2 separate regions of the Macaca fascicularis genome follow, and region 2 is linked to region 1. The links are chromatin contacts, called in public Hi-C maps. All regions are on one chromosome and are shown on one strand. Each heading gives the region's core, a stretch centred on a gene start, on an enhancer-like site or on the middle of the called end of the contact. The rest is flanking DNA. Distances are from core to core; before and after follow the strand shown. Region 1 holds the start of FOXO3 (forkhead box O3). Region 2 overlaps LOC135970300 (a long non-coding RNA gene).

Region 1 (7,545 bases), core at 3,488-5,987:
AATTTTGGTTACAAGGTCTCATAATGCAATGGCCCAAATAGCCTCAAAAGAAGTAAAGACCTGCGTGCCCTTTATGCACATATGACTAGGAGATATTAATCTGAATTCTACACATTTTTGGAAGTTAAAAATCCTCTTACATTACTCAGAATGAAAATAGTGTGGTTTAAATGCACATGCATGCTTCCAAAATGACTAATCACGACAAGAATCAACTCCTAAACTTGGACACATGGAAATGGGTCACAATTAGCTCCTGACCTCTCTCCCTTTTCCCTCTTCTTCCACTAAACCACAAGTACAAAAAAAAGGTTGCCTATTAGTCATAATCACAATATGAAACCAGCCCCAGTTTCAAAGGGCCTTCTCCATCATCAAAGATTTGAAAGTTCCTGCATGGCTGCATCTTTTGAAGATCTTATAAAAACTCTAACAAAATTATATCCCTTTAGCCGTCAAGGATTAGTTGCCATGTGACACTCAGAAATGTATTGGTAAAAAATTTTAAGGTAAAAAGAATCATAAAATGTGTGCCCTGTATTAAGCATATTAAGCCTTGAAAATTTCAATTTACAGTATTTTTAAGATTTTAGTTGAAGAAAAATGAGACAGCAGAGAAGGGTAAAAGAAACCATGAGGCAAAAAAATGGTTATGACATAAAATCATAAAGTTTATGACTAGGCCCAAAATCTGTATTGCAAGTCCTACAAACTGTATGAAAATGTAACTAGCCCAATCTCAATTCATGCCTACTTTTGGTAATACCATTTTCTCATGTAAATCTTCCCCCCCAAAATAAAATTCATTAAACTTATTATCTTTAACTATAAACACAATAACAAGAAATATTATTTATGAAATTAAATTTTTGTAACCTTAAAAATCACAGGAAAGGTGAAAACCTCTTCCTACATTAACTTTTTAACTAAGTTAAAAGTTAACTAACTTTTCACTAACATATTCTCCTCACCAAATTCAAACATGCAAGACTAAATTTCAAGTGAGAGAAATCTGAAAAGTATTTCGAACCCCCAAATCCATGTTCTCAGATCCTGTCTGCTAACCCCTTCCTGATACTATACAGTGAGATTAACCATTCCTATCCACTTGGAAACCCAGTTTTAAAAGATGTCACACTAGTGCTCTTTTCAAATGGAATTGTCTTTCATCCTTTCTGTAAAGAACTCTCATATCATACAACTGGCATTCTTTTATAAAGCAATTAAATTAGACCAAATATAAGACTCATAATGTTAGCATTTGTTAAAAGAAATGAGACAGATTTGTGGATTAATATCAAAGCACATGTGTTTTACTTTTGAAGTATCTAATACAAAGCCTCTCTGATACAAGCCGTATTTAACTTTGGACGAGTTTTCTAGAGGCAAAATAAAACATTCTCTACATTAGGTTCTTTAGCTTTTTCATATACAGGCTCGTCTCCAGTGCTTCCATTGAATTCTCCACTAAGATTAAACTGTTCTTATTTTTGTATCTCCTGAAACCCAGGAAAACAAGAAGAAAGGGAATGAGGAAGCAACTACTTTCACATTAAAAAAAAAAAAAAAAATCTAAGCTAAATTGCAAATAGGAGCAGCTGATAAGAGATGTGTATCTCCAATTGCACAGGACTCTTTGGCCTGGTACTGACACATTACTGTCTTGGGGAAAGGGGCCAGGGAGGTGCCTAGGAAGAGCAAAGCAACTGGATATCAGCAGCCCAACAGGGGCAGAGGAGTTAATCTCTTTGGATACCCAACAGCAGGAAGTCATTACATCATAGGCCTTTCCACATCTCTCTCCCTACCACGTGTCCCGTGCCCCAAGAGGATGATAAGGAACGGTAGAGAGTCTCTCTTCGGGTTCATTTACAGGTAGAAGCCATTACGGCCCGGCCAAGCCCCCAAACCTCCTCCCAATCGCCAGAGTGAATGAAGCGCAGGTCCCCACACCAGAGCCCTTCCCTCAAACGGTGCCAGAGTCCAGGCCTCGGCGGGAGCAGATGGTGCAGCCAGTCTGGATTGAGGTGGCCAGATCGGCCGGTTCGAGGCCCCAGAACATTTCAGAAGCAGCTAGTAAGAAGCAGATTTACTGGAGCGACATCTCTGAGAAGGAAAGGTATCAATACAGGCAAGGAAAGGAAGCCGTCCAGGAAGAGGTTTGCAACCACTACTTTTTCTAATGGGATCGATGTGCCTGTAGGAGTTAACACCCACAAGCTGAAACTTGGACCCGAAGGTTCTCATTCAGCTAGTGACGACACAACATGCTCCTGCGACAGACTGGAAACCACACATCCAACCCCTCCTCTGGACACTGCGTCCCAAACACCCCCCCACACACACCTCTCACTCCACCTACAGCGCCCGCATCAGACCCCCACTACGGTAAACTCTACTCCAAAGTTGGCTGCAGACCTACCTTCTCGGCGCTGTCCTGAGAATCCAGCAAATGTACTCCTGTCCGTTCGCCCTTCCCTCGCCGGCGTCCCCTGCCCCCTCTCCTCACCTGGCCATGCCCTAGGCCTCTGGGAGCCTCCTTCCCCCCTCCGGGCCGTCCCCAGGTGCCCCTACTACAGGAGTCAAAGAGAACACCCAAAGCCTCACAGTGAAGGCTCCCCCTGCCAACCCCTTGCCCTGGAGCCCGCAGGCGCGCTCCGACGAATCCGAGGGCGCGTCTCGCGCTGCGCAGGAGGCCCGGCGGGTCCTGCCGCCAGCCCGGGGTGGGTACGCACCTTCCAGCCGGCAGAGCTGTTGCTGTCGCCCTTATCCTTGAAGTAGGGCACGCAACGCACCATCCACTCGTAGATCTGGGACAGAGTGAGCCGTTTGTCCGGGGAGCTTTCGATGGCGCGGGTGATCAGGTCCGCGTAGGACAGGTTTCCCCAGGCGTTCCGCCGCGACGAGCATTTCCTCGGCTGCCCGGAGCCCCCAGCCGCCCCCGGCTGCGGCGGTGGCAGCGGCTGCTGAGGCTGCAGCAGCGCCTGTGTACCCCCGCTCAGAGCGCCCGCCGCGGTGGCTGGCCCAGACCCGGGGTCTTGCCCTCCGGGTGCCAGCACCCGGGCCGAGTCCTCAAGGAGCAGCCCGGAGCCCAGCGTGCCGCTCCCGCCGCCGCCGATCGCCATGGCCGAGCCGGCCCGTCCCCCGCCGTCCTCGTCGTCTTCATCGTCCTCCTCCTCGGGGATCATGGAGTCGGCGGCCGTCTCCCCCGAGGGCTTAGCAGGGCTCGCTTGGAGCTCCGGCCTTTGCAGGGGCCACGTACAGGAGCGCGGACGGCTCTGGGGCTCGAACTCCGGGTCCAGCTCCACTTCCAGCGGAGAGAGCGGGGCCGGGGAGGCCGGTGCCTCTGCCATCTTCGCCGCCCGCCCGCGGCTGGGGCTCTCGCGCTCTCCTCTCGCGCCGGGGCGGGGTGCGGCGGGGGAGGGACGTGGGCGCCGCGAAGGCTCCGGCTCCCGGGCGCCGCCGCCGCCGCCGCCTGGGGAAGCACCAGAGGAGAGAGAAGGAGAGTTGGTTATCCCGGGCCGGAGCGCAGTCCTCGGCGAGTCCTCGCCCGCCGCCACTACCTCCCAGCCTTGCCGCGCCCGCCTCCCAGGAACAGGCGGACCTGGAGACGTGCGGCCAGCGAACCTGGCGCAGCAGACACCGCCCCCTGGCCAGGCCGCGGGGGAGCCGCGAGCGAATCGACGGCCTCGCGCGGGGCAGCCCCCTCCCCCCGCGGCCCGCCGCAGGTCCCTCCCGGGCTAGGCGGCGGGGCGGGGAGAAGGGGGAGGGGCGCCCGGGGGAGGGGCGGCCGCGCCTTTAAAGCGGGCAGCGGCCGGAGCTGGCGCAGCCGAGCGGCGGTCAGAGCCCGAGCTCGGGCGTGCGTGCGTTTGTTTATGTTTCGCTCGGGCCCGCTCTAGTGCCTTCCGCGGCGCCGCCGCTCAAGTCTGTGCTGTCTTCGGCTCTTCTCCCCTTTCCCGGCCCAGCTGCCTCCGCGACCCCCCGTCACCCCTAACCCGGTCGAATGGCCCGAGCCCGGGGACTGCGCGGGCAGCTCCCTCTCCTCTCTTCGTCCGCGGGCCGGAGGGCGAACGGGGGTCTGGGCGCAGATGGGCCCTTGTCACTTCCAAAAAATAAAGGAAACACGGAAAGAAGGGGAAGGAGCAGCCCGGCGGGCGTTCGCAGAGGGTCGAGCCCGGCAGGGACGGCCACTTCGGGATTTTGTGTGGTTTGCATTCTCGCGGACGTCGTCCCCTCCGCCCCCTTCCCAGTCGGGATCCGGGGGAGGGAGCGAGTCGGAACATAAATCTTCCAACAGGTCGGGAAGCGCCAAGTCTCCCGGGCTGCTAGAAAACCCGGACCAGCATGTTCATCACCTCCTTGCTCCCGCTGCTGCCATCTTGACAGTTTCCCCCTTCCCTTGAGTCCTTTAAAAACACTAGCGGGCGAGAAGGGGGGCGCGCACACCGCGGCTCGGGGAGGGGAAAGGGAAGCGCCCGGCCCAGCTCGGAAGCAGATCCGGAGTCACCGGGAAGGCGGCCGCCCGCTGCACGGCTCCGGCGCCTACCTCGCTTCCTTCCCTTCAGGGACGCGGCGGGACGACGCACGATCCCGCGCGGGCCTGGGGCACGGCGAGGAGGGGGCGCGCAACCTCGGCGAAGGAGGAGCGCTCGGGCCGTCGCCGCAGCCCGCCCGAGGAACCGCCTGTCAGCTCGCGCGCCGCCGCCTTCCACATTCCTCCTCCTCCCTTCCACGAGCAGGGCGGCCGCAGCAGCAGCACAAAGTTATAGACACACGCAGGGCGCCTCAACCTAAGCTGACGGCGGGCGGGCGGGCGGGTCCCCGCCCAGGGGGAGGGCTGGGCGGCGGGCTGGGCGCGCGGCGGGCGTGTGTGTGTGAGTGCGCGTGTGTGAGCTCGCGCGCGCCTGCGCGGGCCAGCTCCGCGGGGCTGCGGGCGTGGGTGTCCGGGAGCGCGCCGTGAGCCGGGATTCGGCGGGCTCCCGCTGCTGTCCCCGCTGGGCTCCTCCTCCCTCCCGAGAGCCCCAACGACAACAAAGCGCGGCGTTGGCCCGGGAGAGGAGGGAGAGGAAAGAGAAGCGGGAGCTGCAGGAGCGACAGCCTCCGACGCTCCAAGGAGCGCAGCGGCGTGGCCTCTCCGACTCCGGGCAGGGCGCCTGGTACCAGGGTCCCCGACCTGCGCGTCCGCCCGCCGGGCTCTGGGCCAGCCCCGGTGTCCGGTTCCCTGTTAGAACCCGACACTAGGTAACACCCGAGGTGAGATGCTGGGCGTGGATGGCAAGGTTTACCGCGGCGTGGAAATACTGAACGGCGAAGATGTTGGCGCCTGCACAACTTCGATAAGCTGATGCTCACAGATTCGATCAGGCACCAAAAGGTTTGCACTGAATCTCTCGCCTCGGACGGTGGACCACAGTCGTGTTTCACTTTTCATGTGTTTCATGGCAAACGGGGGAGAGGTGTAACTAACTCCGAAGAAATGCAAATTTACCCCTGTCCTACATTCAAGAGCAGATTCCGAACAATTGAGAAGGGGAAATAATTTTAATCTAATTTGTAAATGACGACAAAACCGCTACGTGTGCATTTTTGACTTTTAAAAAAATACGTATCCTTTAGGTTAAACAAAAAACATCTGCACAAGTCCTTTTTCTACGATCCGTGCCCCAAATGTTTATTTGTACTCTACGAATGCACTACACGCGACATGCACACCAAAAGTCTAGACACTAGTTCATAAATATCTTTTTTTAAAAAATCCTTGTAAGTCACCAGAGATAGCTCAGAGTCTAGAAGCGGGCTCCTCAACGACCCCATACACAAAAAGGTCTAGCCCAGCGTACACAGGAGCCAGCCCGCCCCGCCGCCTCCGGGCTCCGGGCTTTGCGCAGCGCCCGTCACTCAAGTGACGCGCGGCCCCGCCCCTGCACCAAGCTAGTTCGACGCGTACAAACAGATGATGTCATCGTCTCCACACGCGCGTGACCCCGGAGCTCTCCGCCGCGTCGCCATTCGCTGCGCGGCTTACTCGTCAAGGCACGCCGCGTGCTTACTGGCCGCGGCTACCAGTCTCCAGGCCCCAGACGCCCCTCTCCGCCCCCCGCCCCCGCCCCCCAGCAAATAATAAACAATCGAGTAAAATTCTAAGGAAGGAGAGAGAGGAGAGGGAAAAAGGGAGAGGGCGCACTAGAAACCAATCCTTCGCCCGCTGGCGGTGGGAGGGCTCAAGGGGGGACGCGAGAAGACAGCGGACGGGAGGAAGGGAGCCGACCTGGGACCCTGCGGCCGCCGGCGACAAGGAGGCGTCGGGGGCGGAAAGTTGCAGCGCACTCGACTGGGTGCGCCTGGCGGGGTAGGGGGCACTAGGGCCTGGAGCGGCTGGGCTGGGGGCTCGTGGGCGGGACGCGACCAGCCGAGGGGGCGGGGACTGAGCGGCGCCGGCCGACACGTGCGGGAGGAGGGCGGGCGCGCGCGCTGCACACGCTGGGCCCGAGCGCGCGGCCTCGGTAGCCGCGCGCGCTTGTTTACCAGCGCACGTGGGTGTTATTTTTAAATGGAATGTGGCGCTGGCTGCGCTGCCGAGTGGCGGGCGCGTGGGGCCGCCCGCGCTGGCTGGGGGACGCGGCGGGGCCCGCGGCGCGGCCTCTCCGGGCGCTGCTCGCGAGACAGCCAGGCTGTCCTCGCTGCGCGCCGCTGGCGTAGCCGGCGGCCCGGGCCGGGGAATCTGAGAGTTTCGCGCGCTGCCCGAGCCGCGGCGGAGACGACGGTTTGCCGCCGCGGAACGCCGCCGTCTTTGCGCCCAGCTCGGCTCTCGCATTCACATTCAGGGAACAAAGCCTCCTGCTTGTGCTTCGCCCAGGAGGCCGCGCCAGTCCGCGGCCACGGTTTCTGGAGCAGATCTCACACGCGCACACACTCACTGGCACACATATTTTGGCCGCGAGAGGGACCCTCAGCACCCTACGTGCTCTGTGTCCTCGCTTCCTTGTACCGAATTCCCCCGGTCAACATGTGCCTGTCTCGTGGGCATGCGGCTGTGCCCACTAGAAATGCGCTTCTGCTATTTCGGGTTGCCCTTGGAAGGGGAAGTCTGGGGAAGGGGTCTCTGACTGCTTACTGGGATTGCTCCTCACGAGGCACCTCTCCTCTCCTTGTAGGCCTGTCCCACTGAGAAGCCCCGCGTTTGCATTTGGTTTACAGCCTGGGAGTGTGGAGTGTGATGTACGACCACAACTCGGCTTCAAGTGCCAGTGCTTGGGGTACAGGTTGGGTATGGTGGTATGGTGGTGGTTAAAAGCTGGTATTGAGCTTTGCACGAAGAACTGGGAGGCTAGATCACCCAGGGCCGCGCATCGTGATGCAGCATAAAATTCCAAGAATTTTCCGTTGCTGGTTTAAATACTTGTAACACTGTAGAAGAAATCCACGCGTTTTCTTCTCTAAATTTAAGCAATCTTTTGTCATTAGAGTGCAGACCTGCAAAAGTAGAAATAATGTGTTTACAGTGGCTGGGCTCTCAGCCATTAGATTTTCAGTATAAACATGTTG
Region 2 (7,280 bases), core at 369-2,868, 230 kb before region 1:
CAAGTGTCTGAATGTTACAACATCTAGAAAGACCCTTGAACTTACACTTCACAAAAGAGAAAAAGAGTGTTTTTTAAAAGAGCAACTGAGCTACTAACGAGAATTTGGCACTATTTATGTTTTTATGTACAAAGAACCCTAAAGGTTATTTGATGGGTTCTGGTACCAGTTCTTCTTCACTTAGGAACTGATGCTACTAACCCTCAGTCAGTGGGGCTAAGAGAACAGTTCTGGCCTAGCTCCTGTCTCCTACAGGTCCTTCAGGAGCAAAATGGGCAAACAAAATGTGGATTATTCGCACAATACAACACTGGGTTATTCTTCCTCACCCAGCCTACAAGTTTGCCCAGAAAATCCCCATCCTGCTTCTGTTGGATTCTTTCCTGTGTTTCCTTTGCCAGTTGCTGAAAGTACAGTACTGTTCTAGCATCCCAAATTTTACCTGCTGATTTCTGTTGAAGACTCTACAGCCCCACTCTACCTTTCTGATGGGTCTGGACCTGTGCCTATTCAGTACATGTGCCTGTTCAGGGGAGCTGCCTCCCTGGACAGGGTTAGCTTTTCTCTAGGTGCTACAATGCTGGGCAAAGGGTCTTTAAATCTCCTTTGGTTTGGAGTGACAGAACCATAATCCTTCCTGAGCTCCGTGTTTAAACACACATATACACACACATGCTTTCATATACATGCACATGTACAAACACACATATGCACAAACTCAGACAAAAAAATGCACACACAAATACCTACACCACTCCCTTCTCTGCAATAGGAGTCGGGACTGCTTGGTTACTCTAAATCCAGTATTGTATAGGTATTCTGTGGCAGATATGATTTTATAATGAAAGACAATGGGAATAATAGGATATGCTATTCATGAACACATAGATCTCAAATATCAAAGGACAACTGTATGATACCATTGGAACCATTATAACACAATAGCCGTCTCCCACTCGCCAAGCTCAGAGCATATGACTTTTCTTTTTCACGTTGGGAGCAGAGCTGATTGAATTATACTCTTCAGTTCCTATCCCATTACCATGACTGCGTGTGAGGTCCCTCTCTAGTTTTACAACTGTGCTTCCTTTTATATTCCCCTTTGTGCCTGATTCCACTTTCATTTCCCGTGGTCCCACTCACAGGCATCTGCTGGAATGGGTTTGATAGTTGCCTAATTGTTATTTATCCTGTTGCTTTTCTACTGGGACGGCATGGCATGAGGATGTTTGTTTCTGATTCATTATGCTGGTTCTTTTTATTAAGCAGCCATACAACTTCAGGTGTAGTGCCGGAGTGGATCCCACTGTGGAACCTAGCAGCCAAACAATGTGAACTGAACATCTGTTTATTTTTGATGGTGGGTCCTGGGGCGTCAGTTCCATTATTTTGTTTGCATTATAGAATTTGGCTAACAAGATCACACTCCTGTTTAAAAAAAAAAAAAAAAAAGTGTGCCCTTTAAATTGGGAAAATGCTCATCTCATCTGTCCTGAATGAGTTAAGAGTGCTTCTGCCTGCAAGCAGAGTGTGCGATGACTCACCGTCCCACGAAGACGCCTTCCCTTCTACCTTAAGACTGCGTCTGTCCCACAGAACCCCACGTGCGGGCGTCCCTGGAACCTGGCCCATAGGTGGCAGTCTCCCTTCATCGTTCCCGGACTACGAACCTCGGAAGGGCAGCCTGAGACAGCAGTTGCTTTTGCTTTTTCTTCGGGTTTCCTAATATTTAATGTTCCCTCCACTGAAGTTCCCCCTCCGTCCCACAGAGAGTGTAGAGACTGCATCCCTGGAGGCGAGCAAACGACAAAAGAAACTTCGCTTGGAACCCAAGTCGGGAGACCTGGGTTGTGCCGACTCTCAATGCGATTGTTTTGGAATTTTGCTGAAGCTCTCTTGCAGAATTGCTCTGTAAATGGCAAGAAGAAATGCCTTTCGCTATAAACAGAAAATAAAGCTTTCACAAGTTGTCATATTTTTTAAAAGCAATCATGCTGATGCAAGTTTTTATCCCCTCTGTTTAGTCTTGCCTCCCCTCCCTGCCAACACACCCCCACAGAATTTGGGATGAATCTTTGCGAGTGAAGTAAAAGTAGGCATTATCTCCAACATGTGCCCTTCCTCCAGCCCCTCACAGAGCCTATTCAACAAGATATCAAACGGCCATAGGCAGAGACGAGTGTGCATGCGTGTATGAGTGTGCGCGTGTGTGTGTGCGAGTGTGTGTGTATGCAGACAATACTAGATGGAGAGTCAAGGGGAAATCAAGAGATCCAGAAAAGGGGCACCACCTTCTCACCTTCCTTCCACCCCACACCTCCTCACCCAAGGAGGGAAGGCAGGTGGAGCGCTAATCCAGTCCCAGGCCCTTTTGGGCGAGCCTGCCCAATGGGTTTCTAATCAGTCAACACTTTGGGCCGGCCCCCACTGTTTATGGCACCAAACGGACTTTAAATCACTAGCAGGTGTCAAAATGCTGGAGGAATGTGCTTGCCTAGGAAGCCACAAGGAGTGATTCATCAGCATTTGTAAAAACCGCCTTGGCAAAAAGAGGTTGAACCCAGCACTGGGGGCAGATTTTGTGGATTTCAGTTGAATCAGCAAACAGAATACTTTTTAAATCTTAGCAGCACCTGGTTCTGAAAAGGACACCCCCCTAAAGAAAGGGCTGCCTTGTCTGTGCTGGAAGGAGGCTTTCCCTGCCTCAAGGTGCTTCTCCTCCCCAGATCAGAGACCTCATTCGATGCTTGGTCCCTCTTCCTTCCTAAGATTGGCAGAGGGCTTGGAGATTTTCACCTGGGCTTTGGGACAAAGCCAACACAGGATGTCCTGAGTTACAGCAAGCATTTCTGAATGGAGGTAGCCATTGGTCAGCCTGCTCTAAAGAAGGCCAAGTTGATGTTCCCCCCAGGGTAGGTGGGGATTTAGGCTGAGGTGGGTAAGTCACTTGAGGTCAGGAGTTCGAGACCAGCCTGGCCAACATGGTAAAACCCTGTCTCTACTTAAAAATGCAAAATTAGCTTCAGCCTCCCAAGTTGCTGGGATTAGAGGTGTGCACCACCAAGCCCAGCTAATTTTGCATTTTTAGTAGAGACAGGGTTTTACCATGTTGGTCAGGCTGGTCTCGAACTCCTGACCTCAAGTGACCTACCCACCTCAGCCTCCCAAAGTGCTGGGATTAGAGGCATGAGCACTACGCCTGCCAGGTTCTCAAAATCTATAAAATAAAGCCTCAGGGGGGTGTTTAAACTTTGCTGGAACAGGGGCCCAGCAAACCTTCCTGCTTTGTCTTCCACACCTGCTGTTAGACACTCACTGTTCCAGCCCAGCCCTCAGCTCCTCTCACCCCACCCTGCTCTTGGAGATCTTCTCCCCCAGGTCTGTTTCAAATCTCACTGCTTCCACGAACCTGATCCCTCCAGAGTCGACTACCCAGCCCCACTCTTGCTCTCGTGGGCACCCAGATGTCCCATGGCATCCGAGTGTGCACAGCCTCATGGTTCGGCTGCTGTGCCCAACCTGCCGTTTTCCTCCAGGACTCATATGTTTCCTGTGAGCACCCTCCAGCTTTCAGTACATTTCCCCTAATACTCAGCACTGCGTCTTCCAGTCGGCAAAGCTGAACCTTTGTTGGTGAGATTTGAAATCAAACCATGTTAGCATATGAAAATAAATACAAGTATCAGGCCTCATCTGACTCCATTCAATGTAAGAGGCACCATTCATTCGCTTCTAAGAGAAGAAAATTAGTAATGTAAAACTAGAAATGAATTAGCTAATGAGCAGAGGGACAAAGAATGTTCAGCCTCTCTAGAATGCAAAGACTTCAGAATTGTTTGTGAAAATAAGGAAATGCCAAATTTGACAAATCGAATTAACAAATTTAGAGGAAATTACATTGGTCACCACTGCCAGAGTCACAGTGAGACATGAACTCTGAGGACTGCCAGCAATGCAAATGAGAACAGTATTTCTCCAAAAGTTTTATAAAATGTCTCAAGAGTCTTAAAAATTTTTAATTACATATGTGGCTCACATTCTGTTCTATTGAACAGTACTGTGTTAGACAACTGCATTTTTTTGTAAAAGACAAAGAAAGCTGCTAGGTGAGGTTATTTCTGGTTCTAGAATTATGAGTGATTTTAGTTTTGTTCTTTTTTAAAATTTTTTTGATACATGGTCTTGCTCTGTCCCCCTGGCTGGAGTGCTGTGGTGCAATCTCAGCTCACTGCACCCTTGACCTTCTGGCTCAAATCTCAGCTCACTGCACCCTTGACCTTCTGGCTCAAGAGATCCTCCCACCAAAGCCTCCTGAGTAGCTGGGACTATGGGAGGCACGTGCCACCACACCTGGCTCATTTTTTAAATTTTTTTGTGGAAACAGGATGTTGTTATGTTGTCCAGGCTGGTCTTGAACTCCTGAGCTCAAGCAATCCTCCTGCCTCAGCTGCCCAAAGTGCTGGGATTACAGGCATGAGCCACCACCTAGCCTAGTTTTGTACTTTACACTCTTCTGTACACTGTTTTCTCAATGAGCATTTATTTCTAATATTTCATGTCTTTTGTGGAGCCTTCCCCAAACTCCCAGACTGGTGTCAGATGCATCATGACTTTCTACACTTTTTCTCTGCCGTATTCATTAGAGTGGGAAGTTATATGGCTGGTTGTTTGATTCATTTCTGCCTGCTCAGCAGATCCTCAAGTCCATGAATCTGGGACCCAGGTCTGTTTTGCTCACTTTTGTGTCCCCAGCACTTAGCTCAGTACATAGTGTGTGGTAAGTATTTAATAAAGACTGGTTAAACGAATGGATGAATACATGATTAAAGAAAAAAGTTACTTCCTAGAATCAGAAGAATCCAAGTCACTGTAACTATAAAATCAAGGAAGTCATAAGAGCAATATTTGCAAACTTCAGTAAAGAGGTGATCAGCACAGATTTTGGAGGGGCTACAGCCATGAGATCTGCGGCAGGGAGTGCCACTGATCAAGGGCCCCAGCTGCTGTGCTCTGAATCTATCAACACATCTGAGGCTGAGCTTCCCAGGGGCTGCCCCCAGTCCACCTCTCAGTGTAGCAGGAATAGGAAGGCACGCCTTCTCCTGGGAGAGATGGGACTTCTTCTGATGGGCAGTTTTGGCTCAAGGACGTTCATTGACCTTGTCAAAATTTCCTTCCCTCTCTCCTGTCTTCTCCAGGGTCAGACCTTCATTACACTCTGTGTGTTCTCCCCATCGCCTCTGGCTCCATCATCATTTTCCATTACAGGTGCGTTCCCCAATAAATTACTTGCATCTCAGAGGACACAAATAACACAAAGAAGAACATTGCTTCCAAAATTTAAATATATATTATCTACTTTTAAAAATGGCCAATACATGCACATTGTAGGAAATTTGAACAGCAAAAAGTTTTTGAAGTGGATATATTATAAAAGGAAAGTTGCTTTTTTTTTTTTTTTTGAGACAGAGTCTCGTTCTGTTGCTCAGTCTGGATTGCAGTGGCGCGATCTTGGCTCACTGCAACCTCCACCTTCTGGGTTCAAGTGATTCTTCTGCCTCAGCCCCCCAAGTAACTTGGACTACAGGCATGTGCCACCATGGCCAGCTAATTTTTGTACTTTTATTAGAGACAGGGTCTCACCGTGTTGGCCAGGCTGGTCTCGAACTCCTAACCTCAGGTGATCTGCTCGCCATGGCCTCCCAAAGTACTGGGATTACACGTGGGAGCCACCATCCCTGGCTGGAAAGTTGCTCTCTCATCTCTTTCCTCTGGCCCCTAATTACCTTCTAAATATTCTCCTTCCTCTCTCAGAAGTCAATCTCTGTCTACCCTTCCACACTATCCACTATTTTACATTGCTTTTGTGACTAGAGTATGGAATACTAGTCATGACCATACATACCATACATATATATTAGGCCCCATTCTTTATATGGCTCCACAGTATTCCATTGCATTTAACTGTTTCCACATTGACAAACATTTAGGTTTGTCAACATTTAGGTATTTCAAATCTTCACCATGGAGGTGAAGACTTGAAGATGGAGAGTGAGACTCCATCTCAAAAAAAAAAAAAAGAAAAAAGTGGAATTGTCAAAATATATTTTATTAAGCCCAATATATCAAAAATATTACCACTTCAACAAGTAATCAGTGTAAAATGTATCAATGAGATATTTTACATTCTTTTCCTCATACTATATCTTCAAAATCTGATGTGTATTTTATACTCACAGCACATCTCACTTTGGACTGGGGCTAGTAACCAACACAATGGACAGCACAGCTCTAGAGAGTGTCCAGATGAATAGAGCTTGGCTCCCTGAATGACCGGAAGAGAGACTATACAACCTGGTAACAGCCAACTGTACATGACATACATAAGGAAGAACTTCAATTATGTGAAACCATTGAGAACCTGGGGTTTGTTATAGCAGTTATGTGATTTTATATAATTAATATGAGATCATACTCTACTTTTTCCAGATGGCTGTCACTTATGAAATAATTGATAATTTATCTTTTTCACCAATAATTTGAAAATCATCTTTCTCAGGTTCTATATCTCTATATGCTTTTGGATTTATTCCTTGACTTTCAATTTAGACCTACTTATCTATAGAAACTATTATTATTTTGAGACAGGGTCTCACTCTGTCGCCCAGTCAGGAGCGTAGTGGTGCGATCTTGGCTCACTGCAACCTCCCCCTCCCGGGTTCAAGAGATTCTCCTGCCTCAGCCTCCCAAGTATCTGAGACTACAGGCACGTACCACCATGCACAGCTAATTTTTTTGTTCAATTTTTTTTTTTTTTTTTTTTTTTTTTTTTTTTTTTTGAGACGGAGTCTCACGCTGTTGCCCAGGCTGGAGTGCGGTGGCGCGATCTCGGCTCACTGCAAGCTCCGCCTCCCGGGTTCCCGCCATTCTCCTGCCTCAGCCTCCGGAGTAGCTGGGACTACAGGCGCCCGCCACCGCGCCCGGCTAATTTTTTGTATTTTTAGTAGAGACGGGGTTTCACTGTGGTCTCGATCTCCTGACCTTGTGATCCGCCCGCCTCGGCCTCCCAAAGTGCTGGGATTACAGGCTTGAGCCACCGCGCCCGGCCTTTTTTTTTTTTTTGAGACAGAGTCTCACTCTGTCGCCCAGGCTGGAGTGCAGTGGCACGATCTCGGCTCACTGCAAGCTCCGCCTCCCAAGTTCACGCCATTCTCCTGCCTCAGCCTCCCCAAGTAGCTGGGACTACAGGCACCCGCCACCATGCCTGGCTTATTTTTTGT

What was found. Hi-C and Micro-C count contacts between places; a contact is called where the count stands out from the background.
Region 2: a contact with region 1 is called in a Hi-C map of liver, with 3 times the contacts expected there. The contact joins the enhancer-like site here to the promoter of FOXO3 in region 1. A contact is called at or near these places in 2 of 2 Hi-C or Micro-C datasets (liver and skeletal muscle).

What each region holds. Positions count from the first base shown.
Region 1 is chr4:12,648,298-12,655,842 of T2T-MFA8v1.1, reverse strand. FOXO3 (forkhead box O3) reads right to left here and starts at 4,737. Exons shown (of 4, transcript XM_045391691.3): 1 at 4,547-4,737; 2 at 2,736-3,475. The coding sequence starts at 3,353.
Region 2 is chr4:12,872,254-12,879,533 of T2T-MFA8v1.1, reverse strand. All of the region lies in intron 1 of LOC135970300 (a long non-coding RNA gene), which reads right to left. LOC123573063 (a long non-coding RNA gene) reads left to right here. Exons shown (of 3, transcript XR_010585995.2): 2 at 5,199-5,268; 3 at 6,240-6,375. Among named protein-coding and RNA genes, the nearest start is that of ARMC2, 73 kb to the left of the region's middle. Within about 2 kb of position 1,618, at least 1 of the 6 cell types and tissues checked has an H3K27ac peak or open chromatin away from gene starts, as enhancers often do. A contact at or near this core is called in liver, where this site is marked.